Linked DNA regions of Zea mays: region 2 is linked to region 1. The links are chromatin contacts, called in public Hi-C maps. All regions are on one chromosome and are shown on one strand. The core of a region is the stretch at or near the end of the contact, and the rest is flanking DNA. Distances in the headings are between cores, read along the strand shown. Region 1 holds the start of LOC100283636 (ATGP4). Region 2 holds the start of LOC100280624 (dihydrolipoyllysine-residue succinyltransferase component of 2-oxoglutarate dehydrogenase complex).

What was found. Hi-C and Micro-C count contacts between places; a contact is called where the count stands out from the background.
Region 2: a contact with region 1 is called in a Hi-C map of leaf, with 5 times the contacts expected there. The contact joins the promoter of LOC100280624 here to the promoter of LOC100283636 in region 1. A contact is called at or near these places in 3 of 25 Hi-C or Micro-C datasets (ear, leaf and tassel).

Annotation. Positions count from the first base shown.
Region 1 is chr10:112,686,264-112,693,277 of Zm-B73-REFERENCE-NAM-5.0, reverse strand. It overlaps LOC100283636 (ATGP4), which reads left to right and starts at 2,971. Exons shown (of 3, transcript NM_001374041.1): 1 at 2,971-3,421; 2 at 4,973-5,143. The coding sequence starts at 3,232.
Region 2 is chr10:113,011,112-113,018,629 of Zm-B73-REFERENCE-NAM-5.0, reverse strand. LOC100280624 (dihydrolipoyllysine-residue succinyltransferase component of 2-oxoglutarate dehydrogenase complex) reads right to left here and starts at 4,565. Exons shown (of 13, transcript NM_001153542.1): 1 at 4,351-4,565; 2 at 2,490-2,547; 3 at 2,377-2,416; 4 at 2,178-2,245; 5 at 2,013-2,087; 6 at 1,895-1,950; 7 at 1,763-1,807; 8 at 1,330-1,596; 9 at 1,159-1,253; 10 at 564-654; 11 at 375-485; 12 at 41-235. The coding sequence starts at 4,398.

The DNA of each region.
Region 1 (7,014 bases), core at 1,722-4,221:
TAACTCTATCCTTTGTTATGCTTTTCATTATTATCATATGTACCCTTGACACCTCTATATCCTACATTGATGTTTGTCTCATACCTACCCTTTAAAATTGTCCCTCTTCCGTCTCATTCTGAGAGTTGTACTTTATGTATCTTTCCCTTGGTCGTATCCTCTTCTTTGGCCCGCGAGTTTGTATCTCCGTCCTTTGTTGTGCTTTTGTTTGTTATTGCCTTTACCTTTCTCATCTCTCGATCCTAACTTGGTAATTACCCTATGCCCGTCATCTAAAATGTCCAATCTCCCATCTCAGTTCAAGAGTGGCGTCTTACTTATCTCACCCATGGTTATATCCTATTCCTTACCACTTGCAAGACTTATCTTAACTCTATTCTTGGTTGTACTTACATCCTTAGATATTATGCACATTTACCTCTTCCCTTACATCCTTGTCTGTTATCACCTTTAACCCTTGACATCTCTCGGTATTTACCATGACACTTACCCACATTTTAAAGCCTCACCTCCTCCATTTCAGCTCGAGAGTGTTGTTTTACCTATCCCGCTCTAGGTCATTTCCTTTTCCTTTGTCATGTTGCAGGCCTTGTTTTACCTTAACTCCATCCTTTGTTGAGCTTTTGTTTGATATCATCCTTACCTTTGTAATCTATAGATCTTGCCTTGATACTTTCTTAGGTCTGCATTTTGAAATCTCCTTCTTTCTATCCCAATTTGAGAGCGGTGAGTTACCTATCTCTCCCTTGGTTTCTTTGCCCTTTTGTCGCCATACAAGTTTTGTCTTAATCCCATCCTTTGATGTGTTTTTAATTGCTATCATCATTACCTTGTCATCCATCGATCTTACCTTGATACTTATCTTTATTCCTGCTCTTTAAAAATCTTCTCTCTTCCACCTCAATTTGAGAGTGGCAATTTGCCTATCTGGCCCTTGGACGTATCCTTTTCTTTTCCACCTGTAGGTCTTGTCTTAACTCCATCCTTGGTTGTATTTATATCCTTGGTTCTTATGCACATTTACCTCCTCTCTTACATCCTTGTCCGTTATCACCTTTAACCCTTGCAATATCTATACCCTTACCTTCGTGCTTACTTTGAACTTACCCTTTAAAGCCTCCTCTTTTTCGTCCCTGATCAAGGATGATGCTTCACCTACTTCACCATTGATTGCTCCCCCTTCTTCGACGCCTTGCAAGTTTTGTCTAAAATACATCCTTTATTGTGTGTTTGTCCGTTATCACCTTAACCCTTGTCATGCCTCAATCTTTACCTTGATGCTTATCATGTACCTGCATTTTAAAGCCTCCTCTCCCATTTCAGTTCAAGAGTGTTGTCTTACCCATCCCACTCTTGTTCGTTCCCTTTTCCTCTACCGCGTTGCAAGTCTTGTCTTAACTTGATCCTTTGGTGTGCTTTTGCCTGTTACCTCCCTTACCTTTGTAATCTCTAGATCTTTCCATGATGCTTATCTTATACCTACCTTTTGAAATATCATCTTTCCCATCTCGATTTGAGAATGGTGTTTTACATAGCATGACCTTTGCGTGCTCTCCCTTGTTGGTTACAATCCTTGCTTTAACTCCATCCTTTATTATGCTCATGCCCCTATCTGGCATGTCTTACCATTCCCCTGTCTTTCGATGGCCTTAAAGTAGTTCCCCATTTGTAAGGAAAGACCACCATCTAGTTAACATAAACATGTAGCAACGAGATGTTTGTCGTTGAATGCTTGTGATGTTTGTCTTTGTGTTATGACTGATTTGCTTCTTTGTGATGAGTGTTGATGTGATGTGAGGACGAGGTCAGGTGAGGCGGAGCCAAAGAAGGGGACAGACGAACCGAGAGGAGGCCACTCGAGTGGGTTCCTCGCTTGGCCCAAGACTGACCCGCCATAAATGACCGTCGCATTAACTACTCCTGGCACCGAGCCACTGTAGGAGAGTCAGCCCACGTCCCACTCATGATCTGTGAGCCCCTCGGTCTATGGTGCAATCATGACCTACTGAGCCTAGGCCAGAGTTTGTCGGTCATCTACAGGACTCGCAATACAACGAGCCATGTAGATACCTAGCTTACAGAGGCCAAGGGTCGGCGTGGCGCAAAGGCAGTGATGATGGCATTGGGGCTCCACCAAAAGAAATGGGGAGTGTGCAAATATGACTAAGAGAAGGGAGGTCATGACAACCCCCTTCCAATTGCGACACCTGGCGCGACTACGAGGGGATGATGCATGAAGGAAAAAACTCCTACTTAAATATAGTAGTGATTATTAGTTAATAGAGAACATATCTGATGCACATGGAAGATTGGTGCACATGGTACACATATTAAATCATCACCACTCATTTTATATCTAACTTCTCTAGTTGTTTAATATATTTTGCTAAGGACACCCTCCAACGTGGTGGTGTGTATTGGTCGAAGGTGTTATTTGTAAATTGAATGATCAACTAGAGACGTTAGATCTAAAATGAGTGGTGATGATTTAATATGTGCATCATGTGCACCAATCTTCTATGTGCACCAGATATGTTCTCTAGTTAATAATAGTCACTAGAAGATACTTATGACTTATCTAAGTAATGACTAAGGGTATTACTTAAGATAAAAGATAATCCCATCGTTTGCTATCTTCACCTAAAGTTAGATGTATATTTATTTTACGACATAATAGGAGTCATGCTTACAAATTTAGATAGATATACTATATCCGTTTATAAATATATGACATCATTGATTTTTTTTAAAACTTTAAATAATAACCTTATTTAAAAGATATAATGAATTATAATTTATTTTGTGTGTTCTATTTTACTTTGTTTAAATGTGATTTAAAATTTTATATTGTAAAATAAATATTTTAAATAAGACTAGTGGTATTTTTTTAAAAAAAGCCACCGCCATCGTATATTCACTCACCAACGGTATAAAATCATCTTTCTCGTCGGAATATATCGATCGATACCCGTTCGGCGTTCGCATCAGCTTGTTGCTGCTGCTGAAGGAAAAGACAATTTTCTCCTTACCTCCTGGGCTCAGGCCTCAGGCGCACAGCCTTCTGCTTCTCTTCCTCTCCTCGCGTCCCCCCACCAAACCCTAACCCGAGCACCCAGCCCCTCCTCGCGTCTGCTCGCGCCGGCCTTTGGGGCTCTCACTCTGAGCGGCAGGGACCCGCAGGGCTCCGGTTGTGTCCAGGAAACATCCCAGTTGTTGGCGAGAGACCAAGAAATGGCGGAGAAGGAGGGAGCGAAGGTTGGAGCGGAAGAGATGGAAGAGCGGGAGCAGGAAGGGGAGGCAGAGGAGGTGGAGGTGAAGTTTCGTCTCTTCGATGGCTCTGACATCGGTCCCGTGCGCTGCAACGCCGCCGCCACTACCGTAGCCGCCCTCAAGGATCGCGTCGTCGCCGATTGGCCCAAAGGTCTTAAAAGTTCCGTTTTTTTGAGTTGAGGAACTCTTGTGAGGCGTAATGAGCCGGCCCCGCCCATGCTGTGAAGTCTTGTGATATATACTGCTAAATTTGCTTATATTTTTGTTGCTATTCTTAGTCCCTATGTCTATGTGTCGCAAGGAGGAACATAGGGCTTTAAAGGGAATGAGCTCAGATTTTCTTATTCGTTGCCTTCATTGTTTGGTGCCTGATTTAGGGAAAAGGAAGTGTGCCTCCATTATTAGCAACCACTTCTTTTGTTGAGATTCTAAATGGATTCAATTGAAAATATTCGAGGCATAGCAGAAACGGTATGGAATATGCTGCAGCAAAAAGATAACTAGGAATTGGTTTTTCCCTACCTCTAAGCTTGGTAGATGAATGGAAGATTTGAGCTTAATTAATTGTTTTGTGGCCTAACCTCAGTGTTAAACTATCCTGGTATTTATGATGGCTATACCAACTAGCTTCTCAACCAGTTATACCGATCAGAACATTTTTTTTGGGAGGGGGGAGGGCTTGCTTTGCTGGTCCGCGTTTGAATCCTGGTACAGCTTCTTAAGGCAAAAACCCAGGGGTGTCTCCCCACTGTGGTCCAGTTTTTTTTATGATGATTGTGCCTGAATATACTTATATAACCTATCTAGATGCAACTAGGGATGAAAACAGTTGGAAACGATATTATCTATACGAAAACGATTACCGGTTGGTCGGAATTTTACCCGGTTTCATAATTAGTCTACTTATTAACGACTACAATATGATGTTGACAGAAATTTAAAATTCAAAATTTTTAATACAGTAATTTTCGGAAACAGTATTGTATTTACTGAAACGATACCGTTACGAGGCCCTGATTACGGAATTTTTTGTTTCGGTTTTCATCCCTAGATGCAATCACTAAGAGTCATTAATTTCTATTTATCTGCATCCACGAAGCTACATCATCCGATTTGTTCTAAGCCACATCATATTTGAAGAAATGTCAAACCATATGTTGCCTTTGGTTCAAACATTAATAGTGTAACTTCCTCTTTTTTAAAGAAAAGCAGAAATAATGAGTTGATCTTTAACGATGTCCACAGCGCTATGATTTCAAAAGAAATGTTATCAAATTTTACAGAAAATTTACTTATGATTGGATATTATCCAACTGCATTTGAGATAAAGTTATTAATAATCCACTGAAATAGTACACTTCACTGATTCAACATAGGTAACACTTTTGTGAGCTAGGGTATGCATTTTCACTGGTGTTTACTTCCCCCTGCTCATTTTCCTACCCAGCTGATATGAGGTCTCATCATGCACCTAATTCATCAAAAGTATTTTTGCAGAAATAGTTTCATGACCAGTTTTTGGCTCTTCTGTTCCTCTATTAATTCTGGAGTTAGTTTGTTTGATGCAATAAATTGGTTTACATAAAAAATATTCTAGAGCATATCAGTTATAAGTTTAGTTCTGGGTTTGGTAAACAACCAATTCATACATTTGCACATGTTTGTGTAATATTTTTATTGCCACGATTTCTTTGTGTTGCAGATAAATCAATTATCCCAAAGACTGCTAGTGATGTGAAACTAATAAGTGGAGGCAAAATTCTAGAAAATGACAAGAATGTTGCACAGTGCAGAGCTCCTTTTGGTGATCTTCCCAGTAGTGCTATCACGATGCATGTTGTTGTTCAACCATCGTCAGCAAAATCAAAACCAGGTGAGTTGCAAGTTTTTGCACTTTGAGGAAATTTGTTCTTATGGTTTTCTGACTTATACCATTCAACTTATTAGACTTGATATAAACTTTTTTTATCAGTATCATATTATCTGAAAATTCCAGTTCTGCTGATAAAAGCTTCAGTATTTTATTGTTATCACTATTGCTTTAGTTTTCTTAGGCTTTATTTTCTTTCCTTATCTAAGGTTCATGCTTTACCATGCTGCCATCATTTTTTTATTGGCTCTGTACTTCCAGAAGTGTGTTCTTTTTGTTTACTTGAGAGATACTTTGTAATAGAATGTAAAAAAGTGTTGACACGAGAATTATTCATATCTGCTGCCGTTAGAGAAAGAGAGAGAATTAAGCTATGAGCTAGAGCTACTCTATAATTTGAGGTTAAAAAAAGCAGGGTTTATGGAGACAATGTTCAAGAACCGCTACCCCAATTCTTCCTGCTAAGCCATAGTACCTCATTTGTGGCTCCTTTCTTGTTCATAATTAGGACACCAGGAATTTGCTATAAGGCTATCTCCAGCAGCCTTACTCATCCCATCTATTTTAAACTTCACTCTGTAAACAGTGCAATCTGCAGTGTAAAACAATGTTTTGCATGGTCATATGCACGATCTGCTGGCCATAGCCTAAGTCCTATGCAAACTGACTGTTGACATCCTTTTTGTTCAAATAGTGAGCTGATTGTGATTCACAGCCAGCCTGATTAGTGACATGTACTAACTAAAGACATGTATTCCCTTTACTCTTTTGGAACCAGGACTCAAAAATGTGCACTGACTTGGCCAAAATCACTAGTTTTTCTGATTTGGAGTGTTTTTTTTCATGTTTTGTACTGTACACTTGCAAAATGGGATCCAACCCAGGGTTGATCTCTTTCTCTTATATTTTTTTTTCTGTTCTGTTTCTCCATAATTTGTCTTCTCTGTTAGGCTATCTCGAGCAACCTTTCCTATCTTATCTCCTATTTTAGACTCCACTATGTAAACAGTGCAATTTGCAGTGCAAAAAAGTATGCTGCATGACCATATGCATGGTCTGCTGGGCACAACCTTAGACAGCCACATATGCGTGAATGGGCTGTTGGCAGGGGCGGAGGCAGGGCCCGTCCTTCACGGGCACGTGCCTAGGCTTCGACTCTCCACCCGGCTAGCCGGTTGCCCTGCTTGACGTCGATGTGCATGGCGTCGATTCTTTCTTTCATCCCAGGCATAGCCCCCACTAGCACGTTTTCACGTGTGTCCAATAGCTGTGTCGCAGACACAGATGCTGGTCCCTGAGCGTGAGGTACGTGTGCGCGTTCGAGGACGACGACGGGGCTATCACGGCTCCCGGCTGCCTCGTGTGGGCCAAGGTCAAGCACCATTTGTGGTGGTCTATCCAGGAGTTCCACGTGGCGGACGTGTTGGTGTGCCACTGGCCGTGCTGTCCTCATCACCTACTTCTAGGACAAGACCTTCGCCTGGAACAATGCCGCGACGCTCCTCTCGTTCCGCACTAGATTCCCGCACCTCGTCGGCACCGCCGTGGACATTGTGCTAGTCAAGGTCGCGCGCCGTGTGTTTGCCGCCCTCTCGTGCTGCTGCTACTACGAGCCGGGGGCGACAGGGATGAGGTAGCCGCCAACAGGCAGCTGACCAATAATGCAAGCGGTGCCTAGGCTTCCATTGAAGCCTAGCTCTACCACTTGATGTTGGCCTACTATGGATATTATAGATTGATTGCTATTGTATTAGGCAAGGAGATCTGATGATGGTCATACTTCTAAAAAACAACTTGGGTCCTCCTCCTTGCCTATATATGTACCCTGCCTATTGACCTCCTAATCAATCTATTAATTTCACATGCAATTCTAT
Region 2 (7,518 bases), core at 3,316-5,815, 320 kb before region 1:
TACAAAATTGTGTTGCTACTGATAAATGTGCAGCAGTTACCTGTGGAGGGTTGATGATAGGTGTGCTGAGGAGGCTTCCATAGACACCACCGTTGGAGATGGTGAATGTTCCACCTGCCATGTCATCAATTGAGAGCGCCCCCTCAGTTGCTTTCTTTGCAAGGTTGTTTATCCCTTTCTCAATGTCAGCAAAGTTCATGGTATCAGCATCTCGGATAACAGGAACCACAAGGCCCTGAAAAATATTACAATTAGTGATATACATAGTAAATACTCTGACCACCCCAAACTATAGGCCATTTTGGCTTTTCTAGTTCTAGGTACAAGAAAGATGATACATCAGTCACCAGAGTAGCAAGTAAGCAATATGGTACCTTGGAAGTGCCAACAGCAACACTGATGTCTACGTAGTCTCTGTATATGATGTCATCACCATCAATGACAGCATTGACAATTGGCTGGTTTTGAAGTGCAGAAACAGCAGCCTACCAAAACAAATATAATTAGCCAGCCACATAAAAGTATGGTGCAAAAGCTTTGCAACGCCTAAGACTGGCAAATACCTTGACAAAGCAAGACATAAGACCCAATTTTACACCATGCTTTGTGACAAATTCATCTTTATAATCAGAACGAAGCTTCATCAAATTGGTCCTGCATAATAAATCATAAGATACAGCGATAAGATAAGGAAAATACACCACTACAACCTTCAAGGGATCGTAATGGCATGGCAAAAGATAATTATTTAAGTTCACATCTAAAAGAACATAAATAAGTTGAACCGCATAATGATACACCAGATATTTGCACAATAGATGACTGGATTATTGTCAGTGTTACTGAATAAATAAACCAACTTCTATAAGCATATACATATAGACGATAATCACGTATTTTCATCTAAAGTAGGTTAACACATGTTTGTTTACTGTCAGGATGATAGGCAAGGATAAGCAATCAATATGTTGCCATGTAGCTCAACAGATTACATTCTTTATTGCCTGAATACAGCCCACATCTATAAACTGCCCAAAAACAGAAGCAGGTGCCACCATTTTATACAGTTGCAATGATGACAATAGCAAAATTATAAAATAAACAGACAGAAATCTACTGTAGCGATCTACTAGAAAAAAAATGCTTGAGAACACTTACATGTCAACTTCATTAAATGTACTCAGCATTGCAAAGGTGTTCTGAGAATCCTTAAGACGGTTTGCAATACGCTTCCTGAGCCTTGGCATTGGCACCTGCAATATCATGGTAAAATATGTGCATATCCTTCAACAGCATCTGAACTCTGTAAATGGATAGTATCGGCCTTACCCGCCGCTCTCGTTCTTTTGGAGGGAGCTGTGGTTCTGAAGGGGATGTTTTTGATGGTGCAGTTGGCTTTGGTGCTTGCATCTTGGGAGGATCTACTTTTGGGGCTTTTTCCTCTACCTTTGGTTTATCTTCAACTTTTGGTGGAGATGATTCTTTTGAAGTTGCTTCCTCTGATGGAGCAACATGTGTTTCAGCAGGTTGAGCAGACTTGGATATGATTGCAACTTTAGTGCCTGGAGTAACTGTGTCGCCTTCACTAGCAATGAGCTGTAAACAACAGTCAGAAATAGCGACACTCAGTATGTGAACAGCTGCTGATCTTGTTATGAACAGGTAAGCATGGTATCAAGTGTGTATTCTTGACATCTGCACAGTAAAAGTAAAGTATAGCCATGAAAGCAGACTGGATGGTAGAAAGAGCAGAACAATTTACCTTTTCAATAACACCAGCCTCAGGACTTGCGACATCTATAGTGACCTGGAGCAAAAGGAAGGAAAAGTCATGTGGTTATGGCCACTAGCAGATATGAAGTTACGCTAATGTTCAAACAGAAACCACCAATACCTTATCAGTTTCAATCTGCGCTATAGGTTCATCAGCCTCGACTCTGTCTCCAGGTTCTGTTAAAAAAAAGGAAATGTTATCACAGGGAGAGGGGGTGGAGGGGAGAGAGAGAGCATACTCTTTAAGAAGTTAGCAAGAGTTCCATCAGTTACAGATTCACCCATGAAGGGCACAACAGCCTCAAACTTGTCTCCTATATAGAATGAAAAATAGAACTTAATAAAGCCATAAGAAGGAACACATTTGTTAAAACTATCTGCCCCAAAAGGCTATTGTGGCTTACCGTTGTCTGAAGCAAATGACCTACTCCAAACTTGGTATGGAGAGGGATTAGGTAAGTAATAGCATCTTCTACAAAATTCAATTGCAATAATGTAATACATAAATGTCTAAAAATGGAAAGAGAAAATATTTGATTATTTGGCATGAGGTCAGTAATGGCATCCATATTCATCAACTAGAGCATGCTATCTGATAATTACCTCGGCAGATTTGAGCATTCAGATGTAGCAGAAACCAAAGCTGAGAAGAACACATGTATTATAGTCAATAGTTGAAATAAAATACTAAAAACAGGGCTAGTCAAAGTAACAACCTGAAAGTTGACTGTTGTAGCTTCTGACATGTGCATAACTCCTTAGGAGGCCTAGTGTCTGCAGGAAAATCAGAAGTACAACAGTGAGGACTGAGGAAGAGAATTGAAGTGAAGGATTGCCAAAATTATAGAAGCTTATACTCTGTGTATCATTTGTGCATTAGCATTGCTACAAACATGAAATGGAATAGAAATTCTGAGATTTCACATAACCAAGAAGACTTGGTGAACTATTTTCAAATGAACTGTAAATCAGTAATAGCAATTTGAGCCTATTTGATCCTCATCCAATCTATGGGCCCGATTAATTTCAGCCACAACTTAGCATAGTTTGCAGCATCTAAGGTCAGACAATTTGAGTCTGTTCGGTTTCAGCCACATTATGGCAAGATTCACTTCTACCAAGCTAGGTTTTACGTCCCAACGCCTCAGAAAAAATATAGCAAAATTCTTGTAGGCTTGCCAAGGTGTGGAAAAGATTTTAAGCACCTAACAGCCTAACCTTCAGCAAGTTTGGCAAAACATTGTGGCAAATGGTAGCAAAGTCCATAGCCACACCCTGTGCCAAAACTTTCCTATGGTGTGGTTAATGATTTGCAAGACACACCTCACGCCAGGGTTGGCTACTGGTTGATAGTATGACAGATGGGGTCTGGAGCTGAAGGTTGGCTACAAGTTGATAATATGACAGTTGGGGTCTTTTTTTTTGAACAAACGCAGGAGAGCTGTGTGTCATTATATTAAGAAAAAAAAACATAGGAGAAACAAGACTTGTCAACCCCTAATACAAAGGCCCCTAGGCCGAGACCCCCCTGACATTAACACAACAGGGGTCTGGAGCTGAAAATTCTTTGGCACGCCAGAACAGCAGCACGAACCAAAGAGCTACTACAAAAAGGTGTATTAAAATTTGCCAAACTAAGGCACCAAACCAAACATGCACACTGTTATTGGTACAACTAAGCACTGCTAGATATAATGGAGACCATTGCTGCTATATTTTGTGTCAGTTGGAAATGTTGCTGACTGCTCAATTTCTTATATTTACAGAATATGGTCTGCAAAGCAGAAGAATATAAATTCCTCTCCCATCACAAGCTTGCAAGGCACTCCCCTTTATACTTCAAAGTCTGACTCACCCTCTGGACCATCCAGCATGCACGAAATCTCAGTCCCACTCCTCCACTCTCCATCAACCACTGCATCCTTGCTTCTTATGATTGAATTGGGATGCAACACGAGTTACTCTTAATTTAATTGATAGATAGAAAACATTCAGCAGTTGAATAGCAACAAGGAATAGAATTGGCTGACAAAATCATGTGCGATAGTCTTCATATCAGAAAAAGGTAGCAGACAAATTCTAATTAGGTCCCTAGACTCCTTTAAATGTCTGATAAACATTACTTGACATCCATCTGGAGTTCCTACCTCATAATCCTTGGTGAGTAAACTGCAATAAAAATTTACATGGAATGGGCAGCAATAGCAAAGAGAAGCTGATACAGGCCTAATCTGTGCAAGGCGTACCAAACAATTATCCTAGAGGAGGCGAGCTTGGTGCACCAAGCACCAACGTACAGACCATTCTCAAGTATCAATGCCCTGGTCGCAAACCCCCTAGCCAACACTAGGGTAGCAGATTATTCTCCAGATCAACACTAGGGTAGCAGATTATTCTCCAGACGCAGCCACAGACCGCGACGAACTCCTCCAAGGGGGATCACAGCCATCGGACAGGGCCGCTGCGTCAGACCACCTCGCTAACCCTAAATCAGCTGGCTGCCCGCAACAAAGGGGGAACAAAAGCTAGCCGCAGACGTACATGCATCGGAGAGAGAAAAGAGAGGTAGGGCATTACGGCGCCGGCGCGGCGGCGGAGGAGGCCCGAGGCGACGCGGGACGCCATTCGCCGGAGTCCTCACGGCGGCGGCGGCGGCTTGTGGGGGAGGAAGGGGCAGTGCACCACGGATTCGATTCGGACCCTTTTCTGTAGTTCCCCAATGCAATGTCCCTCTGACTTGCGGAAGGGGGCGGTGTAGTGTCGCGTGCAATTATGGGATCTGGAACTGGAAGGAATGGAATGGGGGCGGCCCGCGGGCCACGGGCGCCCTCTGGTCGCTTCGCGTTCTCCGGTCCGGTGCTGATCCCTCCCAGTCTCCCACACCCACCAGTGTGCCAACCCCTCGGGCCTCGCACCGCGTTCCACTGCACTGCACTGCAGTGCACTGTGACACGCAGCAGCTTCCTTGGTTCCGTTAATTCTGACAGTTGTTCGTGTCTGAGCTCGTTGCCCTGTGGACAATTTTTCGGAGCTTTGTTCCATTAATTTTGTTTTAATAATAATGTGGTGGAGGAAGGTGTTTTATGAACCTTTGTTGCAGGTCTTCGTCTATTTCGTAGTCTGAGCACGTTATGAAAAAACGAACTAATCTCAAGAGAGAGCTACTGTTAGGGAAATGCTCCTGCTGCTAAAGGTCCTCAAAATTAATTGATACTTACGGCTTTTCACAATTTATCTCAGAAGTAATTAACTTATGTTTTACCGAAGGGTGTCAACACAGGTGAGAAGAGAAGCGGAGGAAGATTCGGTTTATGCACTGAGCCGAAGCATGTTGTCGAGGCTGAAGTAGCTAGTCCTGAAACGAAGGAGACCGACATGTCTGCTACTACTTCAGAAGAAATGACAATGATGCCCAGTAATTCTTATAGCTATATGTATAGTGTCAGGTCGGGTACCGTAATTAGGGGTACCCCTAACACTCCTAAACACGGCTGGTAACCACCATCAGCACAAGGTGCAGAGACTGATGGGCACGATTCAGGTCAAGACTTCGTCTACTCAAGGGACGCGATCTCGCCTCGCCCGAGCCCAGCCTCGGGCGGAAACAGAAGTCTCAGACGAATTCTCACCTCGCCCGAGGGCCTCCTCAAGCAGCGGGCGCACCCTCGACTCGCCCGAACCCCAGCTCGGGCAGGCTTCGTTGTGAAGCAACCTTGGCCAAATCGTCTCACCAACCGACCGTATCGCAGACGCATTCAATGCGAGGATCGCCTGACACCTTATCCTGACACATGTGCCTCAGTCGGCAAGGTTGAAGTGACCGCAGTCACTTCGACCTTCCACTGGCCGACCTAACAGGAAAACAGCGTCGCTCGCCCCTCTCCGACTGTTGTGCACCCGCCAGGGTGAGGCTGACAATAACTAAGTTCAGCCTCAGGCGCAACAGGAAGCTCTAGGGCTGGGCATTCGGCTTTTTTTGAAATTTCGGTTCGGTTTTTCGGTTTTAAAAAACTTCGGTTTTCTAGACATTAGAAACCAATCGGTTTTCTAGAAAATGAAAACCAAGAACTTCGGTATCGGTTTTTTACTTCAGTTTTTCGGTAAAAACCGAATACCAAACTTATACTCGAAACAACACATGCAACAAGTTTATATGATAGATTATACATAATTTTAAAAAGTAAAAATTATATAGGTACAAATATTTAGAGATACATCATACATCACATATAAATAAGTGAATAACAATTTAATTGCTTCACACATTTAGTTCACATAATCGAAAAATCAAATTTTACAATTGATAAAGTTTGGTATTCGGTTTTTTTGGTATTTCGGTTCGGTATACAGTGAAAACCGATTACGATACCGAAAACCGAACTTCTCAGATATAAAAACCGAAACCGAACCGAACTACCGAAAAAACCGAAATTTCGGTTCGGTTCGGTACGGTTCGGTTCGGTTTTCGGTTTATGGTAAAAAAGTGCCCACCCCTAGGAAGCTCCGCCTCGCCCGACCTTGGGCCTCGGCCTCAGGAGGAGATCTCCGCCTCGCCCGACCCCAGGGCTCGGCCCCCGCTTCGGCCTCGAAAGGTGGTCTCCGCCTCGCCCGACCCCAGGGCTCGGCCCCCGCCTCGGCCTCGGAAGGTGGTCTCCGCCTCGCCCGACCCCAGGGCTCGGCCCCCGCCTCGGCCTCGGAAGATGGTCTCCGCCTCGCCCTACCCCAGGGCTCGGCCTCAACCTCGACCTCGGGAGGAATCGCGTCCTCGCCCGACCCCGGTCTCGGCCTCAGGAGGAGTCTCCGCCTCGCCCGACCTTGGGCTCGGACCGATCGCGCCACGGAGGATGCATCATTACCCTACCCCTAGCTAGCTCAGGCTACGGGGGAACAAGACCGGCGTCCCATCCAGGCTCGCCCCGGTAACAAGTAATGATGGCCCCCCGCGTGCGTTCATGACGACGGTGGTTCTCAGCCCCCTACGGAAGTAAGGAGGCGTCAGCAAGGTCCCAGGAGCCCCGAGAGCTGTGCTTCTACAGGGCTCAAGCGCTCCTCCGACGGCCACGATACCGCGTACACAGGGCTCTAGCACCTCTCCGACAGCCACGTTGGCATGTACACAGGGCTCAGGCACCTCTCTGTCGGACACGTTAGCGCATAGCTATACCCCAATTGTACACCTGGACCCTCTCCTTGCATCTATAAAAGAAAGGTCCAGGGCCCTCATGAGGAGGGTCGTGCGGGAGAACGGGCTGATGAACAGGCTCACCCTCTCTCTCTCGCGAACGCTTGTAACACCTACTGCGAGTGCATCCTCCTGGCGCAGGATAACACGAGCCGCGTTTTCCCCCTTGTGTTCCATCTCGCGCCAACCCATCTGGACTGGGACACGCAGCGACAATTTTACTCGTCGGTCCAGGGACCCCCCCCGGGTCGAAACGCCGACAGTTGGCGCGCCAGGTAGGGGCCTGCTGCGTGTTGACGAACAACTTCCCGCTGAGTTCCATATGGGTAGTCTCCAGCAACCTCTTCAGCCTGGGACGCTGCTCCGTTTTGGGAGTCTCGAGTTCATGTCCCTCGACGGCAGCTACGACATGGTACTCCTTCCCCCGCAGCGCGGCAGCGACAACGACGGTCGTCAGCCCGCCCGGCGGCGGCGGACTCGACGACGTCTTCCCCCCGTGGCGGAAGAGCAGCATCCGGGTTTGTCCCGCCGCCTTCCTCTCCGCAGGAGGAGGAGGCGGGGCA